Linked DNA regions of Mus musculus: regions 1 and 2 are each linked to region 3. Evidence: chromatin contacts called from public promoter capture Hi-C data. All regions are on one chromosome and are shown on one strand. Each heading gives the region's core, a stretch centred on a gene start, on an enhancer-like site or on the middle of the called end of the contact. The rest is flanking DNA. Distances are from core to core; before and after follow the strand shown.

Region 1 (2,826 bases), core at 280-2,779, 190 kb after region 3:
CCTGAATCAATCTCACGATACTGAGAAGAGATTAAAGAAAAAAGAGAGCCTATGCTTTTATTCACTTGAAATTCAGATAAAAATGGGTCTAAAGCTACAAATAAAATGGAAAGAATGCTCTATAAATATTCAGACCTCCGAGGTACTCAGATGAAGAATCATGAGGTGCATACACACAAGCCCTCAACAGTCCTGCTACTGCTCACTTTGTAGCTGGATAATATATACATGGTTTCCTTTTAAATTACTATTTAGAGATGTTAAAGTATTTATGTTACTGTTTTGATTTTTTGTGAATATTTTCTCATTTTGTTTCAGGAGAAACCATACTCCCAAAGTTCAACACAGCACCAAGAGTAGGCACAATAATGAAACCTGGCCTCTTCCCCCTCAAGCTGTTGTTGACTCCATTTCCATCCTACAGCCACCTGTAGGGGAGGGGAGGGGAGGGGAGGGGAGGGGAGGGGAGAGGAGAGAAAAAAGAAAAGAAAAGAAAAGAAAAGAAAAGAAAAGAAAAGAAAAGAAAAGAAAAGAAAAGAAAAGAAAAACATATCTTAAATTACAGATGCTCTTCTTTTAAGTGAATCAATTCTGGGAACACACAAAAGTCATTTTCCACTTCCTCACCAGAAGAGCCTCAAGCATCAGAAACAAGTTCCAACTGACCTGGGAAGGCAGGAAGCTGAATATCCCTGCCTTGGTACTGCTTGCCGTGCAGGGGTGAGGTGAGGTGGGGTGGGGTGGGTTTAGGGGAGTGCTTGATGGCTCTTGAGCAAGCTGCTGCTTTGTCTTTAGAACCCGTGAACCCTCAGTTCCCTGCGTGCAGCCTGAAAGAGCACCCTACCCTCTCTACTCACATCTGATGGGAAATTCCCCCTAAGCCATCAGAGATACAGATTGTTCCACAGATACACAGAAAACGTCTTATTAACAAAAAGAAGAGAAAAGAAAAGAAAAAAGGTTAAACCACTGAACTCTCCTTTTTAAAAACATATTGACGCTAAGAATGGTCAGCATCCTCGCTGGGGCAAGCAATGTAATTGCTAAGATACTTAAATGGTCCTTTTTTGACCATCACGATTCATGCTGGTTAAGTCACCCTATACTTTGTCCTGATCCTAGCTGAGCCCAGGAGGCAAGCGAGAGGGAACCATCCCGCTACGCCACCTCCACCCCACCCTCCCCTCTCTGTGGTGACACATTGGGTACCACTCATTGCACAGGCTTGGGCAGCCCCAAGATGTGCCCGCAGGGACGGTGCCCCCTCAACCCAGAGCCTCTATGGGACTTCGGGTGACCAGCCCCGGCCGCCCCCTCCAGGACCCGCGTCCAGCACCTGCTCTGTCTCCTTCGTCCGTTGTCGCCGCCTGTGTGAGCAGACTCGGGAGCACGTCCTCCAGCACATCGAAGTGAGTGACCAGCCGCAGAGCCATGGCTCCCAAGCAGCAGCGGCGGGCATTCCGGGCGGGCTTACACCTCTCAGCCTACAACCACCTCTCCTTCCTCCCCGCCTCCCCAGGCTGCTTTCGGTTCAGGGTTCTGGGCGGTCCAGCCCCGAGGATCCCGAGCACCGCCCCTTCCAGGCCTACGCCGGGGAGCACTTCTCCCTACCCCAGAGACAACGCCTCCCCTGCCGCTGGCGCTGGCAGGGAACTGTGGCAGGGCCCGAAGGGGTGACAAAGCCAGCAGCTTCCAGACTGGACTTGGGGACAGCCGTGCGAAGCGGAGGGCAGGTTTTCTTTAGTCCCAGGTCATTCCCCCACGCAGCCACTTAGCTAGGGCCAGGTCACCTGAGGAGACTCGAGGTTACACAAAGGCAGCTGGCATACGGGCCAATTCTCCTTAGCTCTGCTGCACAGGGTGATGTTTCAGCTATAGTGTTTAGGTAATAAACAGCAGCAGGGAGTGGGTAAACTACAGGGTGCTGTTAAATGACACTAAGGACGGTTAGCTTAGCACAGTCTGGGTTCTCTTTACCTTTCAGTCATGCTTGAGGAAGCTGGCTTGTCCGCAAGTGGCCTCCCACGAGGTTTGTCTATAGGCACGTTCATTCTTCTTGGGTTCCTTCCCAAGTCCATCTATTCCACTATAAGTACGCCTGGTGTTTTCGTTCTATCACTCTGGCTTACTCTGCTTGAGGAGTGCTCAATAAACTTGGCCCTGTGAGATGCCATCCGTTCTGTACAGCAACAGCAGGTAATTACTGTTGCTAAAACTGAAATAGCCTTAGCCGACATAATGTCTCATGCCTATCAGCTTTGCACTTAGGAGACTAGCTTGGAGGTCATGGCCAGCTTGGGCTAGAGAATGAGTCCTGATCTCAAAAACAAACACTCAGCCAGCTCCATATCTCAAAGCAGAACACTGCCTAGTCTTTACCCAGTGCTGGTGCCTGGTAACTAGAACTTGAACTCCCAACTAATCTGGCTATTCATACGGATTCTGGTTATTCATACCTTCCTTCTGTTCAGTGGTTCTGAACCTTCCTAATGCTGCCACCGTTTAATACACCTCATGTTTAATACACCTCATGTTTAATACACCTCATGTTTAATACACCTCATGCTTAATACACCTCATGTTTAATACACCTCATGTTTAATACACCTCATGTTTAATACACCTCATGTTTAATACACCTCATGTTTAATACACCTCATGTTGTAACCAAACAAAAATGTTTTTCACTGTTACTTCCTAATTGTAATTTTGCTACTGTTATGAATCATAATGTAAATATGTGTTTTCTGAAGGTCTTAGATAACCCCCATGAAAGAGAATACCTACCCCTTTCGAGACTCACTGGTTGAGAACCACTAACCTAGA
Region 2 (2,700 bases), core at 11-2,510, 170 kb before region 3:
TCTAGAGTACTCGATGGCCGCTAAGCTGTTGCAGACTCCAGACTAAGAGCGTATTGGTAGTTATTGCACAAGGAGGCAGCAAGAATCCTTACATTTTTAAAGAATGCCATGCTGAGGAGGGCTTAGAAGCTTGTCCACAGAGTGTCCTGAAAATGCCAGCCCTTACGTGGTGGAACAGACACATCCTAAACCAACCCATGCCCGCCCGGTCCCCTTTCTTCTGGAAGCTCTCATTTTGGTCATTGTGGTAATGGCATCTTTCCTGTTCCAACTCCAGTGAGATTGACAGCCTCCTGTGTAATTTTTATTTGTCTCAAGTGTTGCCCACTTAGCTACTCGATGTTCTTAGCCTATGTTTAACTCCTGAGTACATATCAGTCTGAACCGTTATTTTTAATTATCCTAAGGACATCATTACTCACAAAGCCATGCACGTTGAAATCTCTGGCTTTTAAATCATTTTTTTAATCAGACCCATTTTTTATTTGTCTCAAGTGTTGCCCACTTAGCTTGCTGCGTAAGGTTTTGTCTTCTTTCTGCCCTGATTCCTCACCATGATGGAACAGCTACTTTCCATAAAATGCTTATGAAATGTTTATCTTTCTCAACAGTTCATGTAGTAGTTTGGCAAAGGTAAGAGCTAAAAACTAGAGAGTAAACTCTAACTTGGGTTTCAGCAACAGACTTTCAAATAATATGCATGCAAGACTCCACCCACCCTCCAGCCAAGAAAAGTGTTACCCCATCAAGTTTCATGGAATCCTCCCAGATAGCCTTTCTTTCCCTTTGACATGCAGCCATGCATTATCTTCTCTATCACTGACACCCCCTTCACGTAACAGCAAGAGAGACTGCAGCTGTAAAACTGCCGAACATCTGCAAGCAGAGTGCACGATGAATACAGCTTTCGGTCTCTTTGTCATAGTGGCTCAAGAAAGACTTGAGAAAAGCTAAGTATTTGACTCTCCTTCCTCCCCTCTCTGCCCCATCGCCCCAGGTACTTCCACAACTTACAGAACCTCAGTCTGGCTTACTGCCGAAAGTTCACCGACAAAGGCTTACAGTACCTGAACTTGGGGAACGGATGCCACAAGCTCATCTATCTGGACCTTTCCGGCTGCACCCAGGTTTGCCTCCCAGTCTCAGTCTTCTCTGTCCTGCAGCAGGCGAGGACGTCCTCCCGAGAGCCAGCTGCATCCAGCCCTCATGTTGCACTAATGCTGTGCGTGGAGCACAGAACACTCTGCTGAGGTTTTAAATTACATGGCCACAGCTGCTTCAATTTTCTCCAGGATTGCTACTATAGGCGCCTGGCTTCTGTCCACAGGCGCGTCACATCAACAAACAGGCAGAGCTCATTGGATGATGAAACGGACCACTTCTGAGAACAGTTTGAGGGCAGAGTCCAAATCTCCAAAACTTTATAGAGCCACTAAGATACAAACAAATGGGGTGGGATACACAGGATTCCTGACAAGGCAGTTAGGTCCCCCGTGGGCTTTTCTCTGGGTAAAATGCTACAAGCAATAAATGTGAGAAATAGAAGTCCCACATAAAGGACCGTAAATGTTTAAAACTGCATTACATACATATCCTAAATATTACAAAGATGTGAGATTCGGGTGGGAAACTGTTTGAAGATGAAGGGACAGGGATTGGGGAAGTTGGGCAGGCAGTCATGTGAAATATATGGCATTCAGATGCACTCGCTACTTCTTCCACAGTTCCTTCTGCTATCTATAGTTTCCATAGACTTAAGCTATCCTTCCTGTGACCAATTTTCTCCCATTTCTTCGTGTCTCAATATTGATGTCTTCAGTAGTATACTATGTTCTTCATAATGCCACACAGGTGAGAGCTGGTTAAAATAAATGTCTAACCACAACCAGCTAGCTGTAGTTGCCAATGATTGAGCTGTTTTTGTGTTAGGTGAGACATCACTCTTTATACAGTGGATTCCTTGTGAGGGTTTTGTGCCCATTTACCAAAGTTCCAAGTGGTAGAATAAACCGGCCAGTTTTGCCTAGAAGCCTATGGTGTAGGTCACATGATAAGCACCTGGAGGCGGACACCACGGGGCAAGGAATTCTTATGCAGCTGCACTGTTCCCTGAACATGACTTCCTAGTGTTCTAGGTATGAGAGGTGAGAAGAGAAGACTTGTCTAAGGTTGAAATAAATGTACAGAATGGATACTTCCGTGAACTAGCGTGCAGACGTGCATTAGTACCAACCAGGACTTAAGTTGGAAGTACCCTTGTTTTCCTCATTGTGGCTGGATTTCTGATAGCTTTTTGACCTTGGCCATCTGATGTCTCTAAAGTACTTATTAAGAAAACCTGGGACTGTAGGAATTGTACATTCTTTCTCTGCTTTCCGTTGAGAGCAGCTGCTTTAAAAAGCTTTGTTATGGTTTTACAGCCTAGGAATGTCTTTCTCCCAGATCTGGGAGCTGTCCCTTTGACACAATCTCATCAAAGAGGATAGTGTCTCATCTGTGGGAGGGTAGAACACTACCTCAGATGAGACCCTAGGAAACACAGACCCCCCCTACCACAGAGAAAAGTGTTTCTAAGTACAGAGAGAAATTTGTGTGCTCAAAAAATTCCTCCAGCCAAACTTGCTAACTGTAAGTGTTTTAGCACTTTCCCTGCATCTCACCTTAAACAGTCTCCCACAGTAGGCCTTATGTTGTGTACAT
Region 3 (2,700 bases), core at 140-2,639:
CACAGAGGGTGTGGCAACCCATCCACAAAGGTCCTAGGAATCCAGGAATCCGGACACAGAAGGCTGTTAGGTCTGTGACCTTAAATAGTGTTAACATTCACTAACTGGAATGGTGAGGATGCATATGCACTAAGTCTCAACCCCCGAAGTTCTACACGTGTCCTCATCCCCACCACACACACACACAAAGAGAGAGAGAGGGAGGGAGGGAGGAGAGAGAGAGAGAGAGAGAGAGAGAGAGAGAGAGAGAGAGAGAGAGAGAGAGAAGAGAGAGGAGAGAGGAGAGAGAGAGGAGAGATGCTTCCATGTATAAAAATCTCCCATTCTCACTAGATATTTGAGAACCTAGCACAGCAGATTGTTTGTGAAAGCCTTATAAAGCCCATCAGCCACCCAAGATCTGATTCCCAGGGACCTAAGCAAGCAGAGCCAGGAACCTTGCCATACCTGTCCTGTGTTCAAATATGTGTTCAGATTCCGGGAGGAATCTGTTTCTGCTCGTCTGTTGGTCGACCTAGCAGGGAAGGTCTAGAGACTTGCAAGTGACGGTCTCTAACGAGTACAACTAATAGGATTTTTGTACGTGGATCATTTACCATTTCTGTTGTCTCATTTGAGAAAACACTTGTTTCTCCTGCCATAACTTAACAGGTGAAAGTCTGACTAACTTATGCTCCCTCGGGTTAATGTTTATGGCCACTATCTGGCTATACAGCTTTCATGAACAAACTGTATGACCCTCATTACACCTACCCGGCTGTGACTGCATGTGTTCTTGGCTGGGACACTTGGAACACTTGCCATCCAAACTGTTGACCACAACGGTTAGATTTGCCACTTTGTTGTCCACGTAGTTCTCAATGTTGTTCATATTTACCAGATGGAGCGTCTCCAGGCGCCCCTGCAGCCCCTGGATCTGGTCCTTTGCATTCTTCAGCTCTGAGGACAGCTTGTTCACCTGACTCTCCAGTTCCTGGACTCTACTGTCCTCGGCTGTCTCTGCTCCATTCCCTCCATTCCCGCCGGGATCTCGATGGTCGTCAGCCTGCAACTTACAGTCCTGGCAGGATTTCTTCAGACTGTCCACTGCTTCCTTGAGGGTCCGCACTTCTTTGAGCACCTCCTCCATGCTGCCAAGCTGCCGCGGGAGCTGGATGGTCAGCGTGGGCAGGGTGAGCTGGAAGGGGCACTGGCTCCCCTCGCACCTCCCGCTGCCCTCCAGCCTCGCGGGGCAGGCAGCCTGGGCGCTGGCATCCTCCAGCCCCTCAGTCAGGTTGTGCTCCTCCACCGCTCGGCAGGCAGCGAGGACGGCAGAACTCAGCCACAACCAACCAGGAAGCCTCATCCTTGCAGTGCGGCAGCCCAGCCTGACCAGGCGCTTTAATAGCCACCGCCGCCTGACTCAGGCGTTCTGAGTTCCCAGAAAAGGGCGGGCGCATTTGCATCACAGTCTCAGACGCCACACAGGAGGAGAGGGTCCTCAGCAAGCGCAGCCAGCCAAATGCTGTCATCTCCTGTCAGTCAAAACTATGCACAATAGAATGCCTGCCGTGGGTGCCACGCATTGTATTCAAGATTCACCGTCTGGGTTTTTAGTAAAGCACAAGGAAAGTCTTTTGTTTAAAAAACAGTTGTAATACCAGTGCCCAAAAGATACCATATTATATACTTGGTCCACTAGTGGGGAAAGAGTTGGAACGTCTAAATGTCTGTGAGCTTCTTCCCACTAAATGTCACCAAAATGGAAATGATTCTGTTTCCTCCCTAGTTTGGGAACCTGTTTTCTTTTTGAAGGCTAGACTTTGTGTGAACTCTTAAGTACTTAAAATTGCCCCTAATCAGAACAAAGGTCCGCTCTTTAAATGGATTCTCTGTGTGTGTCTCTCATCTGTTTGTAAAAGGGAAGAGAACTGGCAGAGAATACGGCTGTTTTCTCCTGACTGTGCAGGCTATGTAATCGTCAGTGGTTAAAACACTTGGAAGCACGTCACTCACACATCACAGGCAGTGGCTGTCCTTCCCCATCACTCAGCTCAGGAGCTGGGGGTCTCTCTTAAGTTCATTGTGCATACTGACCTCATAAGGTTTCTTATTAAAAGGGATTTTATTACTTAAAAATTATTTCAGCGTAACTGACACAGATAAACCCAAATTCTTTCTCTGTACTAGTTAAAGGCACTCTGTAATCTATCTCTTATTTATTTAGACTGGGTCTCAAGTAGCTCAGGCTGGCCTTGAACTCCTGATCTCTCTGCCTCTCCCTCCTAAACACAGAGATCACAGGTGTGTACCACCATGTCCAGTTCTCATATTTATATCTCTAACCAGATTTCCCAAGACTTTTCTCTACTGCCTCTTAATTCTAACTGAACTACTCTCTTCAAATTCTCAGAGCAGGGCAGGCAGGCGCACTTTCTATCTGAGAAGTCTGGAATGTTGGCCCTGGCACTGTCTCCAACTGGACATAACACGTATTGGCTTTGCTGAGCCTTCATGCCTGTTACCAGTGCACAAGGAATTTGAATATTTTTTTTCTCCTATAGAAATAACCTATACAGACTGAATGTGCAAAGGGGAAATGTGTGTATGAAGAATTTGTCAGACACGCCTTATGCCTTGTCTTACCGCACTCTCGGGCTCCTACTTTCCCTTCTCATTCCATCCCATGATATCCAAACCGATGTTAGACCCCATTTCACC

What was found. Promoter capture Hi-C pulls out the DNA fragments that hold promoters and counts their contacts. Capture Hi-C pulls out chosen DNA fragments and counts their contacts.
Region 1: a promoter capture Hi-C map of liver shows a contact between it and region 3. The contact joins the promoter of Gsap here to the promoter of Fgl2 in region 3. A contact is called at or near these places in 1 of 115 datasets of contacts at active chromatin or transcription factors (effector CD8 T cells) and 1 of 9 other capture datasets (liver).
Region 2: a promoter capture Hi-C map of neural stem cells shows a contact between it and region 3. The contact joins the promoter of Lrrc17 here to the promoter of Fgl2 in region 3. A contact is called at or near these places in 4 of 39 promoter capture datasets (the C10 cell line, embryonic stem cells, neural stem cells and 1 more), 1 of 484 Hi-C or Micro-C datasets (uterus), 1 of 115 datasets of contacts at active chromatin or transcription factors (embryonic stem cells) and 2 of 9 other capture datasets (adipose tissue and liver).

What each region holds. Positions count from the first base shown.
Region 1 is chr5:21,184,970-21,187,795 of GRCm38.p6, reverse strand. Gsap (gamma-secretase activating protein) reads right to left here and starts at 1,529. Exons shown (of 31, transcript NM_175437.3): 1 at 1,337-1,529. The coding sequence starts at 1,433.
Region 2 is chr5:21,542,087-21,544,786 of GRCm38.p6, reverse strand. Lrrc17 (leucine rich repeat containing 17) reads right to left here and starts at 1,260. Exons shown (of 4, transcript NM_028977.1): 1 at 1,068-1,260. It overlaps Fbxl13 (F-box and leucine-rich repeat protein 13), which reads left to right. Exons shown (of 21, transcript NM_001199632.1): 12 at 998-1,127.
Region 3 is chr5:21,371,362-21,374,061 of GRCm38.p6, reverse strand. Fgl2 (fibrinogen-like protein 2) reads right to left here and starts at 1,389. Exons shown (of 2, transcript NM_008013.4): 1 at 754-1,389. The coding sequence starts at 1,345. The region is part of intron 2 of Ccdc146 (coiled-coil domain containing 146); the gene reads left to right.